Linked DNA regions of Mus musculus: regions 1 and 3 are each linked to region 2. The links are chromatin contacts, called in public HiChIP or PLAC-seq maps. All regions are on one chromosome and are shown on one strand. Each heading gives the region's core, a stretch centred on a gene start, on an enhancer-like site or on the middle of the called end of the contact. The rest is flanking DNA. Distances are from core to core; before and after follow the strand shown. Region 1 overlaps Chn2 (chimerin 2). Region 2 has its middle 19 kb from the start of Chn2. Region 3 has its middle 20 kb from the start of Tril.

Region 1 (4,497 bases), core at 259-2,758, 210 kb after region 2:
TTTGATGCCGTATATAAACCATATGTTAAATAATCCAAGCTAAAAGAGACTTCTGTTATGTTCAGTCTGGAATGACCTGAGGGCTTACAACTATCCTGCCCCTTATCTTCTTCATCAAGTTTGCCTTGGCTCACAACCCATTATCAACTGCAGTATCATTTCACTCAGGCTAACAACCTTCACATTTGTGTCTCCTCCTCTGGGGCAGTGAAGAGGGCAAGGAACAGAGTCTGCAGAAGCAGGGTGATTTGCTCAGAGGCAGGCAGCCAGTGATCTGCAAGCCAAGTTACTACTAGTTCCTAACGATGGGCACTGGGCTCACCGGCTTCCAGTCAGCTCGCTCTTCCCTTGCAACACACAAACAGAATAGAGTTTTTACTGTGATTGCTACTAAAGCTTCTAAGAAAATGCTATATTGGGAATTATGTTGCTCCTCAAATATCAGTATTCATTGTCTCAGTGGTTCCTCAAGTATCAGTATTTATTGTCTCAGAGGTGTGATTCTAACCCTCCTCTCCTGACTCATTTGTTCCCGTGAAGAAGTAGACACGGCTAAGAGGATCTTTAAGGAGAGACATATTCACTGTAGACAAAATGAATAAGGTCATTCATTTTGTGCATTCTCAGCTTTGCGATTTGTGTAGTTGCAAAGCTCTGATCCCTTCACTAAATCCCAAGTGACAAAAACAGGATACCTATCCAGCCCCAGGGTGCATCTCGCTTCTTCAGTTTTGATGAGATACACTGAAGTGAGAGGAAGGTGGATTGTAGGGAGTAAGGTGCAGCTCAGCTCACTCTGAGGTAGCTTTGAATCACCTGCTGAGTTCCAGACTTGTGACAGATGACCAAGAGAATTCGTATCACTGGATTCTCTAGTAATCAACTAGATCCCAAGAAAGAGAAAGAACACTAGTATTTCTTGCTGTACATGTGCCAGGCTCTATAGAGGTTCTCTTTAGTTGGTCCTTCAGTCAATCGTCGTGACTCTGGTGGGGCTCCAGTCGAGTAGCTGTAGTGAGCAGTTAACTGACAGGTGTCCTGAGTGAGACCTGACCACTCTGGCCATCCCAGCATGCTCCCATCCTAGTGGGAATATGGAAGACATTGGTGCTGAGGGCGATTTGAACTCTGGGTGCCTGGCTCAAGAGGTTTCAGAGCAGAGGAATCTTAGTGTGTTGGCGTGGAGAACATTCTTGCCATGTTTTGGTGAAGAATTTCGCTGCTCTTGGCCTTTTGATGAGGAGTCTCCCTGAGACTAAGGTGAAGAGATTCAGTTTGGTTGCATTGAAAGAGGAGGTCTCAAAACTGCCTAGCATGGACTGTCTCCTGTGGTTCACTCTTATGAGGAAACTTTTGATCAGGCATAGCAAACTGAGAAAGGGAAAAATACAAAATGTCTGGTTCAAGTAATAAAGGAGCAGCAGGAAGTAGAATGGAGGTGAATCCTGTGTTCCAGGAGCTGCACAGATTGAGGGAGTGGTGACTGTGGGGTAGGATCCCACCCTGCTGAGCTCATTGTTTCTGTTGTTGCCGTTGAAGGAGGGACAGTTATCTCACCTTAGGCACTATTGTGACCTGGCTATTGTTTTTATTTAAACATAAGGAGATATGATTGTGTGCCAAGTTGACAAAGGATGAATTGTGATGGCTATTGTCAGTTGTCAGCTTCCTATATCAGGAATGAACTAGAGTCCAGAAATAGAAGGCAGACCTGTGGTACAGATCTTAAGGCACGGTGGACATGGTTACCTAAAGATCTTGTGAAAAAGAATTGAAGGACAGCTTAGGCCCAAGCATGGCGATATATACCTTTAATCCCAGGCAAGCAGATCTCTGAGTTCAAGGTCAGCCTATAGAGCAAGTTCCAGGATAGCCAAGTTTAGGCAGTGAAGGAGTTGGAAAACAGAAAAGTGGTGGTGCTATAATAAAATAAGGTGGCCATGTTCCAGGCCCAGAAAGCAGCAGAACTTGGCAGCTTTAGCCATGTTTCTCTGCCTTTAGAGTCAAGAATAGAAAGGACTACTGGGACAATCGATGACAGTTGGTGGAGCTAAGAAGTTAGTGGTGATTAAGAAGAGACCAGCATCACTGAGGTGAAATCTTCTGGGAACTGTTTTCTGAGAGCACAAAGAAGCTGCATTCCAGAGATGGCCAAGGTTGCACTTCATGCTAGCAGCCGGACTTGATAATGTATAAGAATCACCTAGGTGATACTGGTTTTGGATGCATGAAAGGGTCATGGAGAGTAGCTGAGACTTAGCACTGTGAGAGGCCATAGAAGACCATTGGTGAAGGTGCAGTTGCAGTTGATGACCTAGGACTAAAGGGGTCATGCAAAGAAGTTGAGACTTGGCATCATGAAGAGAGTCTATGAGAGGCTGTTGGTGAAGCCTAGTTTCAGCAGAAGACCCCAGTGTATTGGAGATGACAGTACCATGGGATGATCACCAGGAACAGCAGCAGCAGTGGAGCGGAGTCAACCAGAGCCTAGAGTACTACAGAGGGCAGAGCTGGAGAAGTGACCCTAGTCCTTTGTAGAACCCTAGAAGATCCTGTGTGAATCCCAGACGTTGGAGCAAGAAACTGTAAAGTTGAAGTTGCCTTGAATACTCCAAGATATTAGAGATTCCAGAGTAATTGGAATACCTGCCGAGGAAAGCTGCTAACAGGATGGAACCAGTCTGAGAGAAAGAAGTATGTTGCAGTCCACAAAGATGAAAGGAACTGAGATATGAAGAGCACTTTGACATCATACGTGGAGATGCAGCTTTTGGAGTTTGCCCAGCTGGTTTTCTGTCTTGCTTTGATCCAGTATTTCCTCACTATGTTTGGAATAGTAATGTATATCCTACAATATTGGAAGTGTGTGATCTGCTTTTTTATTTTGATTTTTTAATAGGGGATTACAGTTAAGAGATTGCATGAATCTTAGAAGAGACTTTGAACTTTTAAATATTGTTGAGACTGTGATAGACATGGGGACTTTTAAAATTGGACAAAATGTGTTTTTGCATTGTGCTATGGCTAGGTATGGCCCCTATGAAATCATATGTTTGAATAAGCCTATAAGAGCCAGAGAGTGGAATGTGGTGGTTTGAATATGCTTGGCCCATGGAAAGTGGCGTTATTGAAAGGAAGTGTGTCACTATGTGGGCAGACTGAGGGCTTCCAATGCTCAAGCCCCACCCAGTGCAGAAGAGAGCCTCCTCCTGGATACCTGCAGAAGTGAGTCTTCCTCTGCCTGCCTTTGGTTCAAGATGTAGAACTCTTGGCTCCTCCAGCACCATGTCTGCCTGGATGCTGCCATCCTTCCTACCATGATGATGGACTGAACCTCTGAAACTGTAAGCCATACCCAATGAAATTGTCCTTCATAAGAGTTACCTTGGTCATGGTGTCTCTCTCTATACAGCAATAAAACCCTAAGTAAGACAGGAATCAATGACTATTGATACAATATGATTATCAATATAAAATCACTACTTTTACATAAGGACATGGGCTTCACCATTATAGAAAAGTTTAGTGTTGGGAATGAAGCTGAGTGGCAGAGTGCTTGCCTTGCATACACGTACAACAGGTTCTCGGTTCAATTCTGCAGACCCTGTTTATTAGCTGTAGGAATTCCCCATGGAATATATGTGTGTGTGTGTGTGTGTGTGTGTGTGTGTGTGTGTGTGTGTAATCATATCACCTGCACAGACTGTTCTGTATCACTGCTGTTTCCAAGAGGAATTTTCACTGAGGAGAAACAAAATCAAACTTGTGAACTGCTTGCTTTACATGAATAGACTCTTTACAAAATCACTCAGAGCCATCATCAATGGTCCACTGAAGTTACATATCACAAGCTCGGTAGGTTTTTCCTGCAGGGATTCCCGATAGGCTCCTGTAAGTCATCATCTCTGAAGGGGTTCGTGTGAGGGGCCCCTGTGTTACTTGCCCATTGTGTCCTTTCAATGTTCCAAAGAAGTGGGACCAAACAAGTCAAGCCAGAGGTAAGGTTTCCATATCGAGGGTCCATTTCACAGTTCAGATGCTGTGGGCCATTCCCTGCATTTATCTTGTTAATTCCCGTTCCTGGTTTGAGCTGCTCCCAGCCATGTTCATGACTCTAGCCTGTCTGCACACTGTCTAAGCTGTCCACATAGGATATGAGGTGCTATAGAGATGGGCTCACTTTCCTGGTCCTTGAGTTCTCAGAGTCATAGATCTCTAGTTGCCAGTGTTGGGAGAAGCAGATGGATCTGGCATCTGCTTTGTGTTTGATACACACTGACGCCACGTCGGTTGTGCACTGTGAATCCACTTGATAGTCACCCATGTTGTAATGTGGCGCTCAGCAGATGCTTTGTGCAAAGTCCGTGAATGACATGGGTGTGGAGCCTAGTTTGTACCTTTGAAGACAAGCCCACTCAGCACCGGGCTAGAAGCCTGTGTTGAATGGTATTGCCTATTACCCAATCTTGCTTCCGACCTTCTGCCAGCCTGGCTCTG
Region 2 (4,419 bases), core at 128-2,627:
AGGGGTGGGGAGGGCTTCTTTGAATTCCTGACCCTGGTTCCAGTGAGTTTCCTGTCCACTTTATGCTCGACAAATGATTGTTGGTGATATTCACCTCGCTCCTTGTCTTCTAGCTGGCATCTTTCTCCCCTGCCTCAGTGACCAGGACAACACTAGGGATAAGTAGAGATGTTCCTTTATCATTTCTTTTATAATTACCAGGAAGAAAAATCGTTCTACTTGATAGTGAAGACTCTCCTTTATTAACTCTGGATGCTATGTGTGTTGGTTTATTTCTGCATCTTTTGTATTTTCTCAGTTGCTCACTGGGGGCTGAAGTGTACCTGTCCTCACACTAATATGATTTTGTTCACTGGAATGCATATTTGAAGAAAAGCCAAGGATTATGCTTGTCCACGGACCAAGTACTTTGAAGGAAAGCCAACCATTGTATGGCAGACGCATATCTTCTAGTAATTTCATTTCTCAACTCTATGGAATACTTCTGAGTGACTTTCTGGGATATTTAATCTTAATGAAGGGGACTGGGCTGGTCTGAGACTCCATGGATCCATTTCTCTGACAAATACATCCAATTCTCTTCCTGGCTATTCATGAGGTGTGTCAACCAAGATGAAGTGTGCTATGGTGGGAACCAGCTGGTCCTGTATCCAGTCCAGACTCTTAGCTGCACGGTCCCCACCACTCCTTCCAGATGTCTCCCTTCTTCTGGGTTCTAGCACCAGCTGGTTGGTTTCCTAAGACACGCTTCCCAAAGAACTCTCCAAACCCCAAAAGCCCTCTGGCTGGCCAGAGCAGTTTACAGGACTGCAGAGAAACACTGCTAATGGGGTGTGGTGGCACTCTGTGGCTACGTAAGGACGTGCTATGCTTGACAAGTTAGCCACCATCACAGTGAGCTCGTCAAAGGAAAGGCATCACTCTCCAAATAAGCTAAGGCAGTAGCAATCCCAGAGGGGAACTGTCCTATCAAGACTCTTCCTCAATTCAACCCTAATCTACAAAAACAAAACTAACAAAAGTAACAACACCAAAACAAACAAACAAAAAACCCAACCCACCAAGGATCTTCTGTGTACGAAAGTGAGTGCCAGACATTTCTTACATAGCTGAACCAAGAAGATAAACTCTAAAGCCTTAGGGAAGCTACGTAATCCAAACCCCATATACTAAATATCTGCCAGGAGATGCATTACTCTGACATTTATTTCAGGCTTAACTCAGATTTGTGACATAATTAAGGAACTACCAGTGTGCATCTAAATGATGCAATTGCATTTTGTCAATACTAACTGCTTATCTACCCAATCTATGTGACTGTATCCAATCTTATCTCTGAAAGGTATGGAGGGTTGAAACAGAAGCCTTCCAACAACCTACTCCCTACAAAGGGACCCGCCTTGAAGAGTAGCTTCCAGTTCCTAGATCTCTGATTGCAAAGGGCAATGTAGCTGTGGCTAGAAAGATTAGCCCCTCAACAGAGTGTACCACTTGGGTATTGTAAACAGGAGGTGGAGAACTCATGAGATACAGAGGTAGGAGGCAGCTGAACCATATTATATGCCTGAATTGCTTGGTTATCTAAACAAACCAGGAACTACTTGGATTTTATCTGGGAAACTTTTTAAAATCATTCGCCTTCTATAGGGCTTCTTATTGTGGAGTGTCTAAACTCAATGTCCCCTCCACTCCAGGCCCCAGCCCACCAAGGTCAAAACAGGATCATGCTTGTGAGGATCCTGGCAAACCTGTCTTGGTTGCACCTAATTAAAAGACTTTGTGGGCTATGAATCTCCAGGTTGGTAATCCTAGGCTGACTCTTAGCTGTATAGAGTTTGTATTAGGCAGGGTTCTCTAGAGTCACAGAACCTATGGAATATCTCTATATACTAAGGGAAATTATTGGAAATGACTTGCAGTCTGCTGTCTAACTAACCCAACAATGGGCAGCTGTGAATAGGAACTCCAAGAATCTAGTAGTTGCTCAGTCCAAAGAGGCTAAGTGTTTCAGCTGGTCTTCTATATAAGCTGGAATCCTGAAGAAGCAGGTTCCAGCAGATGTGCTGGCAAGTAGGCAGAGAAGAGTGAGCCTTCCTCCTTCTGTTGTCCTTATGTAACAGAAGGTAAGGTTCAGATTAAAGGTGTATACCACCACTCCTGTACCTCAGCTATTCTTGGAATTTGCTCTGTGCCAGGCTGGCCATGAACTCAAGAGATCTGCTAGCCTCTGTCTCCTGGGATTAAAGGTGAGCATCACCCTGTCTGGCTCTAAGCTTTCCTTGCTACTCTGCCTCATGATCTGGATCAAAAGTCTGTGTCTTCCAGCCTCAAGATCTGGCTCACAGGTGTGTCCTCCATTTCTGGATTATACCTCATACTAGATATAGTCAAGTTGACAACTGGGACTAGCCATCATAGTGTCTGAAGTTTGCCTTAGTATACTCTCACAATGGCATGTTTGTCTTTCCTGTCATTATGCAGCCATTCAGTTATCACTAGCCTTTTGGTGTTTTTTGTTTGTTTTTCTAAACCCTACCTCCAAGCTATCGAATTCAGGAAATTGCTAGAATCAGTTTCTTTTCCCTTGCAGTTGGAAAATGAGTTTTAAATTATTCATATTAACACCCTTCAGATAAATTGAACTTCTAGACTCTGTTCAAGAGTGTTTAAGTAAAGCTTAGTATTAAAAAAAAAAAAATCAATCTTTTACATCAATGGAGGCCATTTTTAAACTACTAATTTCATATTAACCATTGGTTTTGACTTACAGAACTATCTCATCAGGAATTTCAAGAATCATTAATATTAATAAGGAAAGAGGCAAACCATCACAATCTCAACATTACAAAACACTGCCAACTTCTATTTCTGGCCATTTAACTAGCTGGCTAGCTGGCAAAGCCTTTTCTCCAACCCACTGATCACCTAGACCTGCTGACTGTGGCAGTATTTAAAGCACTTCCTGCTACATGCATATCTGAACTTAGCTGAAAGTAAAGATGGTTCTCTGAAGCCGGCACGCGCTAAGCAGGATCCAGAGTAAAAGCCCTCACCAGCATCGCCCTCCGAGCATGCCCGCCCGCCCGCCCGGAAGCTGCTGCCTGGCGATGAGGTCTTGAACTCAGGCGCATCCTCAGTAGCTGCCCTGGTCTTGTTCCCCTGTTCTGACCACAGCCAGCCTGGGAGGAGGAAAAGGTTTGTTTGGCTTACAGATTAAAGTCCTTCACTGAGGGAAGCCAGGGCAGGAACTGAAGCGGAGACAATGGGAGAATTACTCACTGCCTTGCTTCCCGTGGCTTACTCCACCTAATTCAGTTTGTAACTCAGGACTATCTGTCCAGTGGTGGCCTTGCCCAAAGGGGCCGGGCCCTCCCACATCATTCATTAACTAAGGAAATGACTCTATAGCCCTATGTACCGGCCAATCTGATGGAGGCAAGCCCTCCACTGAGGTTCCCATCCCAGATGACACTGGCTGTCACAAGTGACAGAACAGCTAACCAGAGACACTGCTGATGAAGCAAAAGGTGGTACTTCCAGAGTGGTAGCTCAATCAGAACATTCTGATAAATGATGGGTTCTTACGGATCATCATGAAACGGAACAAAGCCTGGGAGCCGATAGCATGGCAGCCACCATGATGTCGTGCTGCAACTCAAACTTTCGGGCTTTCAAAGAACCGCATAAAATCCCGGAGATGAAAATATATTGAATATATTTTATTGAACTGATAAGCAGATTATATTGGTGGAGAGCCACCAGGAAAACCGTGATTGTGGTAAAGAATGAAGCGTTCACAGCAGTGGGCAGGAAGCTCCATAATCCCGGCCATTACTCAGTGGTCTGCTGACGACCTGGTTTTCTACTGTGTTAAAATAAGAGAGGATCTTTGACTCGTGGGCTGTGTACTTGGAGGATCCGTTGGGCAGCAGTAGTTGTTTTCCTGTCGCCAGGAGGCTCAGCTGTGTTAGGTGGCATTGCCATCTGAGAGGACTCCTTAAGTTCTAGGTCTTCAGAGAGTTCCATTATTACCATCCTGAATAGCCAGACCCTGCCAACCCCAATTCTTAAGGGAGTGTGTTCTCTTTGTTGTTATATTCTCTTTGCTGTTTTCCTTCTCGCCACCCCCCCCCACACACACACACACCTCACAACTGAGTCCAGAAGGATTTCCAGGAAGCACAGCAGCAACTCGGGGTTTTAGGGAACAGGAACGACTTACTACCCCTTGCATACTGAAGAACTAATGAACTAGCCTCAGCTCAGAATCGTCACAGAGTGGAAGCAAAGTCTCGGATACTTCCTCTAAGCCTTTCATTCCGGTGGAGGCAGTAGTTTGTTGTTGTTGTTGTTGTTGCTGTTGTTGTTGTTTAGCAGCAACCACAGGACAGACATTGTAGCTTATCCTGTCTTCTTAGA
Region 3 (4,234 bases), core at 1,299-3,798, 220 kb before region 2:
CAAGGTGTCCTCGGATGGGCTGCCCGCAGCTGTGATTGGCTGACCATGTATTCCTGGATCCTGGTTCTCATTTCTGGGAAACAGAAACTTAGGCCTAGTCTCCCAAACTGCCTGTTTGCTGCCTGTCATGGAGTCAGCCTGGCTCAGGGTAACTCAGTCCTCTGAGTTCTATGTTCTGTATCATTGGTACATATGGAGCTTATTTTCTTTTGCTCCCCCTCCTCCTCCTGCTCCTCCTCCTCTCACCCCTCCTCCTCCTTCTCTCATCCCACCTGCAGTTTCTTCTTCCTCCTCTCCTCCAGTTTCTCCCCCACCCCCATTCACTCCTCAGTTTCCCGTCAGAAACTTTAGTCGGGCCTCCCTGGGATATCAACCAAACATGGCATATCAAGTTGCTCCCCTCACACTGAGGCTGGATGAGGCAACCGAGTGGGAGGGAAAGGGCCCCCAAAGCAGGCAAAGAATGAGAAACAGGTCCCACTCCTCCTGTTAGGAGTCCCACAAGAAGACCAAGCTACACAACCATAACATGTATGCAAAGGGCCCAGGTCAGACCCACGCAGGCCCCCTGACTGTCAGTTCAGTCTCTGGGAGTCCATATGAGCCCAGGTGAATTGGTTCTGTGGGTTCCTGTGGTGGCCTTGACCCCTGTGGCTCCTACAATCCTTTCTGCCGTCTTCTGCAGGCTTCCCAGGTCACAGTTCTTGCTCTTAGCCAGAACAGTGGCGGTGTCTCACAGAGCGGCACAGCATCTGCTCCTTCTCATTGCTGTATAGCATTCCATCGCATGGGTACGTGTATATTAATATTGCATTGCATTCCATCGCATGGGTACATGTGTATATTAATATTTATGTATATAATGGGGGTTGGTCTGGTGTTGCTACGTATTTAAATGCCAAATACTGGTTTCCAAGGTCTGGTTGCCTCCAGATGAGCAAATTTCCACACATGCTAGCCTTTGTTGTATAAGCCTGACTTCTCAGCTTAAAGCTACTGGTTAAATAAAAGTGGCTACAGTCAATTACTGGGGAGAATGGAGGTAGGTGGAGTTTCAGTTACCCGGCTAGGGACCATGAGGAGAGGAAAGAAAAGGGGAAGGACGTCTAGGAGAGGGAGACAGAGAAGAGAAGGTCCTCATTAGCTGTGATGGACCAGGAGCATGTACCTGAAGTGGAGCAGACCCTGAGGACAGGCTGATGGAACAGAAATAACCTGGGGAGACCCAAACTGCAAGTCCTCGGCAAGCATAGCTGGGGAATTAACAGTCTAGCACTAGAAAACTAGATGAGGGGAAATTCCCCTAGTAATTGTGCCAAAGCCAAATAAATCATTGCCTGAGTCTCATTCACTTGGAAGCTAACAGGGATAGAAAGAATTCAAATACTCTACATATATATATTAACATACAGAAATACCAAAATGTGTTTACGTATTCTATTCTTTTGTTTCCACTGAAAAATACTGCTATAAACATTTTTGTACATACTATTTGCTATGCATGTGTACAAGAGTGCCATTGCTATATTAGTAGAGCACAGAATATAGTATTCTATTTTTTAGTAGAGCACAGAATATAGAATATAGTATTCTATTTTTTAGTATAGCTGCAGCCTTAGTACAGGGCAGGGCTGGAGCAGATGTGGATTGCAGTCTGAAACAGTGTGTGGTCCTGGGAGGGAACACTGATGCAATATGGAAAAGTCTGGGATTTAGTTCATAGCAGTTTGTCACTGACTTTTGTAATTTTGAAAAATGTACATAGTTTATAAGATGCCAACATTAGAAGGAACCAAGTGAGCAGAAGCAGATGAGACCTCACTATATGATTTTGAACCTTACACGAAAGTCTAAAGTGATTCCAAAATTAAGAGATTTTCTTAGCATGGACTTCACTAAGAATTACTGGATTTGAGCAAGCAAACAGCGTTGAAGAGCTAACAGGGCTCCCAGCTTTCTGAGTCGAATGTCTGTGTCTGTGTTTAGGAGACTCGGATTCATTATCTTTGCACAGAACCTGGTACTGAGTCCATCTCATCCTGATGGGACAAGGTAGAAGCCTGGCGAACCAGGATTTACACAGTTCTGTCACCACTCACCAACTGTCTAATCATTGAGGTGTAACATTTATAAAATGAGTAATGAAGTAATGGAGTTCTAGAGACCCCAAGATTCTCAAAGACGGTATCACCAAAAACCTAGTGCAGGACTCCTACGGCTTTGTGTTTAGCTGACCCAAACACCTCACAGTCAGTTGGACTATTTCCTGTAAATGATAATGGTGACAATGGGGACTATTGTTCTTGACATCAGCTACACCCTTGGTCTCTTTGGAAGACAGAGACCAAAGGTATAGGAAATAAAGTCTCAAGTTCTCCCTTTCTTAAGGGACTACACTAGCTTGCCCATTTGAAAACAGTTGCCAACTTCCTTGCCCTTCCTGTGTTAAAAAAAAGTTAGAGTTGGCATTTCCACAGGCTGCTGTACTGAGAGACAGCTACTGACTGCCTGTAGAGAGCCCCCACCCCCAACCCCGAGCTCTACTGTGATGTGTGTGTAAACCCTTTCTGGGTGGCCCCATTTCTAGCTAGCTACCCAGTGCAGGCTCCTGAATGGCTTGGATCCTTTCTATGTGCCCTACTTTCTGACCAGCCACCCTGTGCAGGCTCTGTAACTGCTGGGGTGCTCGGTGAAATCCCTTTTCTACCAGGGGCAGGAAGCTGTGAAGGCAAAATATGAATACTTTCCAGAATTATGTTTTACAGGAAACAGAGGGACAGTGAAATGCTCTGTTCTGGGTCCTGAGAGTTCCGTCTCATTGTAATGTGATCATCCACCCCTAATCTTGGCTGGTGCTGAAGCAGGGAGTCACCGCGTGCCAGCACCCTGGGTCTGATGAAATAATGTGAATAGCTTAGGATGTTTCCAAGCCTTGGGAATAAGGTCATGGAAAAGGCACTGGTGTGGGGGTTGGGGAGGGTGAATCGAAATGGAAATAGGGAAGGACTGAGGCCACTCTGCTGCAACAGAAGAAGGAGGGGCTTTACGGAAGGGCTGACCACAGGAGCTAGGTCAAGGCCAAAGAGAGAGAAACTGTGGCTCATTCTTTGGAAGATGTTAGCCATTCTGCAGTGACTCACTGCTAGGCCAGCTCTTAACCCTTCATCCTGGAGGAACTAATGCTAACGGATAAACAATAAGGAAGAGAACACATCACAAAAGGAGCTGCTGAGTAAGAAAACTGGGAATTGCTGGGGTGATCCAGGGGGAATCTTTGAAGCAAGAAGTAGAGCCACCCAGAACTACAGCAGTCCCTGGCTTGCTTCAGTCTCAGTCTCTGCTCCCCGAATCCCACCTCCAATGCTCTGGGTGCATGGCTGAGCAGAGTGGCCCCAAACTCCCTGTGCTCGCCCTCCTGAGCTCCAGCACAGCAGCTGCTGCTGCTGTTCAACTCTAAGAGGTTCCACTATGCCCACCTCAGAAAGGGAGTTGACATCCTGGTGTGGTCCTGAAGTCAGCCCCATGAATCTAGGCTTACAGCTCTTCCCGAAGTGTTGAAAGAGGAGGTAATTCTCACAGCAAGAAATGGGGCCTATAGAGGCCCTCAAAGACCACACACTGTTGGTATCAGGACCTCTGAAACCCGTGACATCACATAGGTTCGACCCACACACCTGTTGCCAAGGCAAGAGCCACCATATTCCCAGAATCCACTTGGCTCACCTCCTATCTTTACCTGTGACTATGTCACCATCCATATATAAAAAAAGCCCCCTTCCATATCTCTCTCTCTCTCTCTCTCTCTTTCCCCATTCTCTTTCCGAGGCCACCTTGCCCTTCTCTCTCTCAATAAACCTCATGTGGAACTGTTTGACCTGGTGTGGTCTTTCTGAAGCCGCAGGAAAATCACACAACACACCACATACCACACACCACACACCACACACCACATGTGGAAAACGCCCCTCCCAGCAAATTCAGAAAGCAGTTCCTTAGTCATCTTCTTTGGTGGCTCCTTCATTCACTAGTTTTAATTCATCTGCTTGGATACTGGGATTCTGACAAACAGGAAAAGACCATGAAGGAGGCTAATAATGGCTGCCCTTCTGTAAGGCCCTAGCTCTCCTGTAGCAGCTTAGTGGCCTTAGCCCTTCCCTACTTTCATCAAGATTGACTCCCTAGCCAGTGCTGTTGTTTCCCTGACCTTATTATTCCCAAGGGCATAGAAGCATCC

Evidence for each region. HiChIP or PLAC-seq counts read pairs in DNA pulled down with a chosen protein or histone mark.
Region 1: an H3K27ac HiChIP or PLAC-seq map of extraembryonic endoderm stem cells shows a contact between it and region 2. The contact joins two enhancer-like sites. A contact is called at or near these places in 9 of 484 Hi-C or Micro-C datasets (bone marrow-derived macrophages, cardiac endothelial cells, cumulus cells and 6 more) and 7 of 115 datasets of contacts at active chromatin or transcription factors (embryonic basal ganglia, embryonic stem cells, extraembryonic endoderm stem cells and 1 more).
Region 3: an H3K27ac HiChIP or PLAC-seq map of extraembryonic endoderm stem cells shows a contact between it and region 2. The contact joins two enhancer-like sites. A contact is called at or near these places in 7 of 39 promoter capture datasets (embryonic stem cells, frontonasal cranial neural crest, hippocampal neurons and 4 more), 4 of 484 Hi-C or Micro-C datasets (the N1E-115 cell line, embryonic stem cells, nephron progenitors and 1 more) and 13 of 115 datasets of contacts at active chromatin or transcription factors (craniofacial prominence, embryonic basal ganglia, embryonic forebrain and 7 more).

What each region holds. Positions count from the first base shown.
Region 1 is chr6:54,232,198-54,236,694 of GRCm38.p6, forward strand. The region is part of intron 6 of Chn2 (chimerin 2); the gene reads left to right. Among named protein-coding and RNA genes, the nearest start is that of Gm15527, 21 kb to the right of the region's middle. Within about 2 kb of position 1,509, at least 10 of the 459 cell types and tissues checked have an H3K27ac peak or open chromatin away from gene starts, as enhancers often do. A contact at or near this core is called in extraembryonic endoderm stem cells, where this site is marked.
Region 2 is chr6:54,018,349-54,022,767 of GRCm38.p6, forward strand. No RefSeq gene overlaps it. Among named protein-coding and RNA genes, the nearest start is that of Chn2, 19 kb to the right of the region's middle. Within about 2 kb of position 1,378, at least 19 of the 459 cell types and tissues checked have an H3K27ac peak or open chromatin away from gene starts, as enhancers often do. A contact at or near this core is called in extraembryonic endoderm stem cells, where this site is marked.
Region 3 is chr6:53,799,128-53,803,361 of GRCm38.p6, forward strand. No RefSeq gene overlaps it. Among named protein-coding and RNA genes, the nearest start is that of Tril, 20 kb to the right of the region's middle. Within about 2 kb of position 2,549, at least 84 of the 459 cell types and tissues checked have an H3K27ac peak or open chromatin away from gene starts, as enhancers often do. A contact at or near this core is called in extraembryonic endoderm stem cells, where this site is marked.